2 separate regions of the Nomascus leucogenys genome follow, and region 1 is linked to region 2. Evidence: chromatin contacts called from public Hi-C data. All regions are on one chromosome and are shown on one strand. Each heading gives the region's core, a stretch centred on a gene start, on an enhancer-like site or on the middle of the called end of the contact. The rest is flanking DNA. Distances are from core to core; before and after follow the strand shown.

The links. A called contact is a pair of places that touch in the nucleus more often than the background predicts.
Region 1: a contact with region 2 is called in a Hi-C map of a lymphoblastoid cell line, with 8 times the contacts expected there. The contact joins two enhancer-like sites. A contact is called at or near these places in 2 of 4 Hi-C or Micro-C datasets (both in a lymphoblastoid cell line).

What each region holds. Positions count from the first base shown.
Region 1 is chr3:124,089,872-124,093,523 of Asia_NLE_v1, forward strand. No RefSeq gene overlaps it. Among named protein-coding and RNA genes, the nearest start is that of TNFAIP3, 100 kb to the left of the region's middle. Within about 2 kb of position 2,255, the one cell type or tissue checked has an H3K27ac peak away from gene starts, as active enhancers do. A contact at or near this core is called in a lymphoblastoid cell line, where this site is marked.
Region 2 is chr3:123,825,614-123,829,223 of Asia_NLE_v1, forward strand. It overlaps the pseudogene LOC100587990. Among named protein-coding and RNA genes, the nearest start is that of TNFAIP3, 160 kb to the right of the region's middle. Within about 2 kb of position 1,853, the one cell type or tissue checked has an H3K27ac peak away from gene starts, as active enhancers do. A contact at or near this core is called in a lymphoblastoid cell line, where this site is marked.

The DNA.
Region 1 (3,652 bases), core at 1,005-3,504, 260 kb after region 2:
ACAGAATGAAGCAGCAGTCTTTACATTTGAGTGTGTATGTCCCAGAGGTGGAGCAAGACTTTCTAAGGGTATGTGGGTATGGACAGTCCAGATCCTCAGCATTAGTAGTCCTCCTTCCTAGAGGTGATCTGCTTGAGAACTTGCATTTGGCAGAAGTATCATATTGTATTTCTTTTCAAAAACAAAAAATATCTCACATCGTGAAAAAAGTCTGTGCAGATACCAAAATGGGAATACAATGTAAAGGAAGAAAAGAAGTGGTATGAAATTCCCAATTGTCAAAAAGAGCTTGCCTGTATACCTTTTCTCCAAGAACAATTATGGATATCAAATGATATGGTATTTAATTTCTGAAGATATTTTAGAAAGTGATGTAACGTTTTACTAAAAGTCTATTGTACCTGTAATTCTAGTGCTTTGGGAGGTCAAGGTGGGAGGATCACTTGAAGCCAGGAGTTTGAGACCAACCTGGGCAATATTGTGAGGCCCTAACTATACAAAAAAAAAAAATTAAAAATTAGCCAAGTGTGATGGCACACACCTGTAGTCCTAGATACTTGGGAGGCTAAGGCAGAAGAATTGCTTGAGCCCAGGGAGTCAAGACCACAGTGAGCTATGATCATACCACTGCACTCCAGCCTGAGTGACAGAATGAGACCGTTTTTCCAAAAATTGAAAATAAATAAATAGAAAGTCTATTGTTTACATCAGAAATGATATCTTTTGTGACTATTTAAGCTATCATAAAAAAAAGTTTTTAAATATCTGAATATAATTAAAAATGCATGACACATCACATGGTCTTAAAAATGCTTTTAGTGGATTGGGAACAGTGGCTCATACCTGTAATTCCAGCACTTTTGGAGGCCAAGGCAGGTGGATCATCTGAGGTCAGGAGTTGGAGACCAGCCTGGCCAACATGGTGAAATCCCGTCTCCACTAAAAATACAAAAATTAGCTGGGCTTGGTGGTTCACGCCTGTAATCCCAGCTACTCAGGAGGCTGAGGCACGAGAATGGCTTGAACCTGGGAGGTGGAGGTTGCAATGAGCCAAGATTGCACCACTGCACTCCAGCCTGGGTGACAGAGCAAGACTCAGTCTCAAAAAAAGTGCTTTTAGTGGCTATAAAGTTTGTTTGAAGATCAGTGCTGAAAGATGATGGTTGCGTACATTAAGCACCAGGATTGGACGAGGGAATGGGAAGGAGAAAGCAGAGGGTGGACTGGAGATGGTGGTGACAGAACAGTCTTGAAGGACTGGGGACGGCCACCATGGTGGAGAGGAGAACTTTCCTGAGGGGAACCAGCATGTGCCCAGGGGCAGCAGAGAGGCTGATGTGTTTGGAGATCATTGTCGTACAGCTTAAACACAGGGAAATGATGAACAATAAGCCAAGGAGGGATGGTAGAGACTCATATGGGGGAAAAAAAAAAAACAGCTTACCCTGGCAATGACATTTTATTAACCTCCTTTGTAGTGATTCTGGGCTCAATGTGGTGGCTCACTATGAACTTGAGTCTAACAAATCTGGGATTGAAACCCAGCTGCACTTCTATTAACTGTGAGAAGTTGGACAGATTCTCTCTCTAAGCCTTGACTTCACCATCTATAAAAAGAAGAAAATGAAGAGTACTTCCTCAGAGAGCTGTTTTAAAATTTAAATAAGATAGTCCATGCAAAGGGCCTAGCATATACTAGGTACAAATAATTTTGTTATCATTTCTAATACTTAAACCTGATCCTATCATCCCCCAGATTAAAATTCTTAGTGTTCTCTTTTGCCCTCAATATAAGAATCCAAACTTGCTAAGGTTATCTGAAGCCCTCCTCAGCTATGTTTTAGGGGCACCATCCACAATTTTGTTCTCCAAAATTAAAATGAAATAATTAATAAAGGATTATCACCATGAGCGAGTTAACTGCCATGGAGAATGTTACACTGAAAGGCCTAGTGGCCTCCTCTAAGTTCAGCAGAAACCAAGAAAATCATCCCTGCACCCAACTGTCCCTCACCATCACTCTGCCATCCCAGCCCCACCATCATTCTGATGCCCCACCCCTAGCCTGTCCCACCATCACTCTGATGCCACACCCCCAGCCTGCCCCACCATCACTCTGCTGTCCCAGCCCCAGCCTGTCCCCATCATCACTGATGCTCCAGTCCCAGCCTGTCCCCACCATCACTCTGCTGTCCCAGCCTGTCCCCATCATCACTCTGATGCTCCAGCCCCAGCCTGTCCCACCATTAATCTGCTGTCCCAGCCCCAGCCTGTCCCCACGATCACTCTGCTTTCCCAGCCTGTCCCCACCATCGCTGTGATGATCCAGTCTCAGCTTGTCCCCCACCATCACTTTGATGTCCCAGCCTCACTCTGATGTCCCAGTCCAATATCCCTGCAGTGCAGCTTGTGCCTTATATTGCCAGACACTTGACGACTTGTTTTAAAATGATACAGAAGAGAATCAGCACTCTCCAATTCTGTAATGACAATTGTTTTTGAGACAAAATCAGTGTAGTAAATGAAATGCAGACAGGGAAGTTAACACATGATTGTGAAATATGTGGTTGGAATTGCTTCAGTCAAAATATAATTTGGTTTCTTTTTATTGCTTTCTTTTCTATGGTATTGTACAATACAATTTAAGGGAGAAATTTTTGGTGAGGATGGGAGACTGGAGGCGCAGCCATTGCCATTAGCTTCATCCTATTTCTCAATTCTGCCTCCTGATCTCCCCTCTCTCATGGAAGGGGGCTGACTGCTTCCCTCAAATGTGGCCAGAAGGCCTAGAACCTAGTATTTGCAATGGCCTGACTGTGAGTGCAGCTTTCTGTGTGTGTGCTCAGACATAGGTGTTCGTGTCTCTGTGTGAGTGTAGGGAGAGGGGGAAAGAGGGAGATGCGCAGAACTCATCATCCCTCCCGCAGCAAACTGAATTCTCTCACTCATGACACCCAGATGATGAAAAGCCAGTGGAGCAGGAAAGAGCACGTTTCAAATATGTCGCAGGAGTTTGATCTAAAGGAATCAATAACTGATTAAATAACAGATAGAGGAAAAGGATATCCAGGAAAATGCCCATATTTCTAGCTTTGGCAACTAAATAGATTGCTATGGCATTCACTGTGACAGAAGTTATGAGTTCAGTTCTTTAACTTTTGTACTTGAAGGCCCTATGAGATAGTTAAATGAAGATGTTTAGCAGGTAGCTAGATATACAATCAGAGGGGAGCAGGAGAAAGATCAGAGCTGGAGTTATAGATAAAGCTGTCCTTAAAGCTGTGGCCACAGATGAGCTTGCCCAGGTAGAGTAGATAGTGTTGAGAAAAGAACAAAAAAAGACCCTTAGGAAATTGCATCATTTAGAGATAAGAAACCACAAAAGAACCGACAGAGGGTTAGAATGAAAACCAGAGACACTGCTGTCTGAGTAACTAATGGAAGAATTTTTTTTTTTTTTTAAAAAGAGGACATAGTTAACTGAGTCAAATGTAAAAGAGGTCATAAATAGGATCTGTTCATTCAGCCAGTCACGCTTTCATTCACTGAACAGACATAGATTGTCTACTATGTGCCAGAGACTGTTCTAGATGCTGGGGACAGAGGTAAATACAAAAGAATCTTGTTCTCGGTGAATTTAGTTTATTGAGTG
Region 2 (3,610 bases), core at 603-3,102:
TATTCCGCTGGAATAGAGCTTGTCCAACCTTTGAAAATTTAAGTTCTCTTAGCATATAGTCATGAGCAGCACTTTCTTTGATGTTCCTAACACGCATACCCCATATTCTTGTACAGCATCTTCATCAGACCAGTATTTGACACATTTACTCTTTCCTCTCTCCATTTCTTTTGTTGTCGTGACAATCACTTGGGAGTTTTCTTGGAACACCATCCAGCAAAAGTCATTCACCGTGTTTTGCAGGCAGCCTTGTGTGGCAATGCAACTCCTTTTGGGCTGTGAATTGTTGCACTTGGTTTCAAATTCAGGCATGATGATATTTGCATTGATGTCATCTGAAATAGGCTCGTTGGGATCACCATCGTGCAGGACAACCCTGGTATGATCAAAGGGCAGGAAGTTTTTATATCTATTTTTGTTTTCGTTTTCTTGCCTTTGACCCTCTTTTCTGCTGTAGAGAAGTTTGCACGCCTGTGGTTGTAGTGTCTCAAATTCTTCCCAAAAGCCTTGTTGGACTTTATCTGTGGTCTCAGCTAATTTGCTTAGTTCTCAAACTCTGCTTTCTATCTCAGCAGCATTTATACAAGTCCTGTTAAGGGGCTACTTGAGTCGTAGCACTGTACCCAATGTTTCCAGCATAGGATTCTTCTTGTAATGTTCCACAAGATCCGTCAAAGAATCAAACAGTTCTCCTCCACCAACGTATTTCAGTTCCTGACAGCGAATCATGACATGGGTCACTTTAGACTTGCTGTCATTGCTCTCCCTTTTGTCATCACTGGTGCGCGCAGAGAGAACAAAATCTCCAGGGTGGCTCTGGCTCTCTCGTATAAGAAAGCTACCATGTTTTCCTTTTTCAGTTAATTTCTCTGCTTCTTTCCCAAAGAGGTGTCCATGAAACCATCTTTCAGAGGTAGGATCTGCACAGTTCAGAGGATATTTAAGCTCAATAACATCTCCATTCTTCTCTTCGAATTGCTGTGATATTCCATGTAATACTGGACCAACTCAGCCAAAGTGGCAAACTTCTCCCCCCCATACGGGTCCTAGTAATCACCGTTGTTCTGAATCTTGATGTGGGTGACAGCTCCATTTCTTCTAACAGAACATGTGATATCTCCGGGGTACTTTTACTAGGCCTTGCCAAAAAACTGCCATCAACTCCTCTTGTCAACAATAGGTTTTTCTGCCTCCACACCACTGATATTTGGGTGAAACCACTGTCTCCAAGCCTCAGTTTCCTCCATTCTTTTCTTTCTATAAGATAAAGATAGTAGGCTGGATGCAGTGGCTCACGCCCATAATCCCAACACTTTGGGAGGCTGAGGCAGGAGGATTGCTTGAGTCCAGGAGTTCGAGGCCAGCCTGAGCAAAAAAGTGAGACTTCGTTTCTACAAAAAATACAAAAAACTAACCAGGAGTGGAGGCTGTGGCAGGAGGATCACTTGGGCCCAGGAAGTCAAGGCTGCAATGAGTCATGATCACGCCCCTGCACTCCAGTCTCCTTTATTTTTATTTTTAATGAACAGAGATCTTTTTAAAATGGAAGTGGTTGGTCCTTGATGTCTGGCTTCCCTTGCTAATAAATAAACCCAGAGAACTATTTGCAATGGTGTAGCATTTAGAATCAACAGCCTTCAAAACAGAGAGGGTCTATTCTGTTTTGTTTTGAAGTCACCCCTTGCACAAAACATATGGTAATCTCGGGCAGCCCATGAAGCAATCGGCAAGATCTGAAGGATGAGAACAGTGTGTTCTTTGAAATCCCTCTGACAAGCAGACAGTCCCTCCTTCCCTCAAACCATCCTCAAAGGGAAGTGTGTCGGCTTGGGCGGTAGTGAGACGGTGTGGGAATTCCCCTGTCCCCTTGGTTCACTTTACAGACAAAGTTCATTAGGGTTAAAGATGGGTCATTCCCATCCACAGATTCCTTCACTTGAAATCAAGACTTCTTGGGAAATATAAATTTGGAGAATAGGTGACAGTGAACTATAGTTCTCTGCAAAACAAATTTTTTAAAAATCAGGTGGTATTAAAAATTGCTGTTTCATGACATTACCAATAGATGGCAGCACGGGATTCGGCCTCAGGCCCTTGACGCTCTTGGTGTCATCAGAGAGCAATTTGAGGTGTGCAATAAAATCTTTGGGTTACCCGACCCCCCACCCCCCGCCTTCTCTAGGTGACCTCAAACCACAATCACCAATCGACTGCGGTACTGTGACCTGGAAAAACAGCAAGGAAACTAAAAACAAAACAAAACAAAACAAAAACCCATCCTGTGAGCTCTGCAAGGGAGAACAAGATCATGGCACACAGGCAATTAGCAAACTAAATTGAAGATGAATTCTGTTAGAAGAGTCGAAAAACAAAGAGAACAATTTTTGTGCATTGTGTTTTTAAGATCACTGCATCCAAACACTGGAGCTTCAACATAAAGACTCCTGAGCGATGTACTCTGACTTGACCCCTGCAGTTCCTTCCAGTTCTGAAAATCTCTGATCTGTGAATGGAAAAGTTCCAGCAGATACGTTTCTAAGATAATGAAACTATTTCTAGATACTAGTCTAGTACCTACATGTATTCAAACAGAAAAATAAACAAACACAAAGACCTTCATGCTAATCAAAATATTTTTTAACAGAAAGGAAACCAAAACCTATCGGACCCAGCCCGCAAGAACTGTTTTTTTTCCAATGCACATAGCAATAGTTCATGTTTTGAAAACCAATTATCTAGGCCATAATACCCATTGTAGAAAGAATAGAATAGAATAGAACAGATCAGAATGCATCACAGTCTGCAGGGTTGTAAGGTAAAATTTCTTGCTCTACATCATGGGCCAGAGAAAACTTGCAAAGCTCTATCATGGAGAACAGCATCTGTCTTCAACCTTTGTATCTTCCACAGCCCAACACCAATAAGCTCCTCACCATCAAAACATCTAAATGGGCAAATAGAACTTTTGGTGGGTTTGAGTGGCATCAAGCATCAAGCTGCATTAATACTCTTCTCAATCACTGTCATACAAATACGGAGAATTCGGTTATTTATCATCATTTTCTGCATATCCATACTATTCCAAGACAATCCCAATTTCTGGCTGTTTGTTCTATTCTTCCATAAGCACATTCATATTGATAATGTTGTATGTCCCGAGTTTCAGTTTGGAAAATATAGTCCCTGGTTAAATCAATGGGCATGGGATAAAAACTTTAATGTCTAAAGGGGCTGGGTAGGTAGAATCAATGAGTGAAGCAAGCCAGAAATAACAAAGGATTAAAATGTGGATTTTATAGGAGATGTATACATTTTTAAAAAGTTAATAACATTAAAAACGGAAAGTGACATTGTGCTGGGCAGAAGAAATTAGGTCTTCTATGGACTGAATTTTATCCCTTCAAAATTCATATATTGAAGTCCTAGCTCCCAATGTGACTGTATTTGGAGACAGGTCTTTAGGAGGTGGTTAGGGTTAAATGAGGGCATAAGGGTGGGGCCCTAATCCTGTATGACTGGTGGCCTTATGACCTTATTAGGGAAAGAAGATCTCTCTCTCTCTCTCTCTCTCTCTTTCTCTCTCTCTCTGTGTGAACGTGCACCAAGGAAA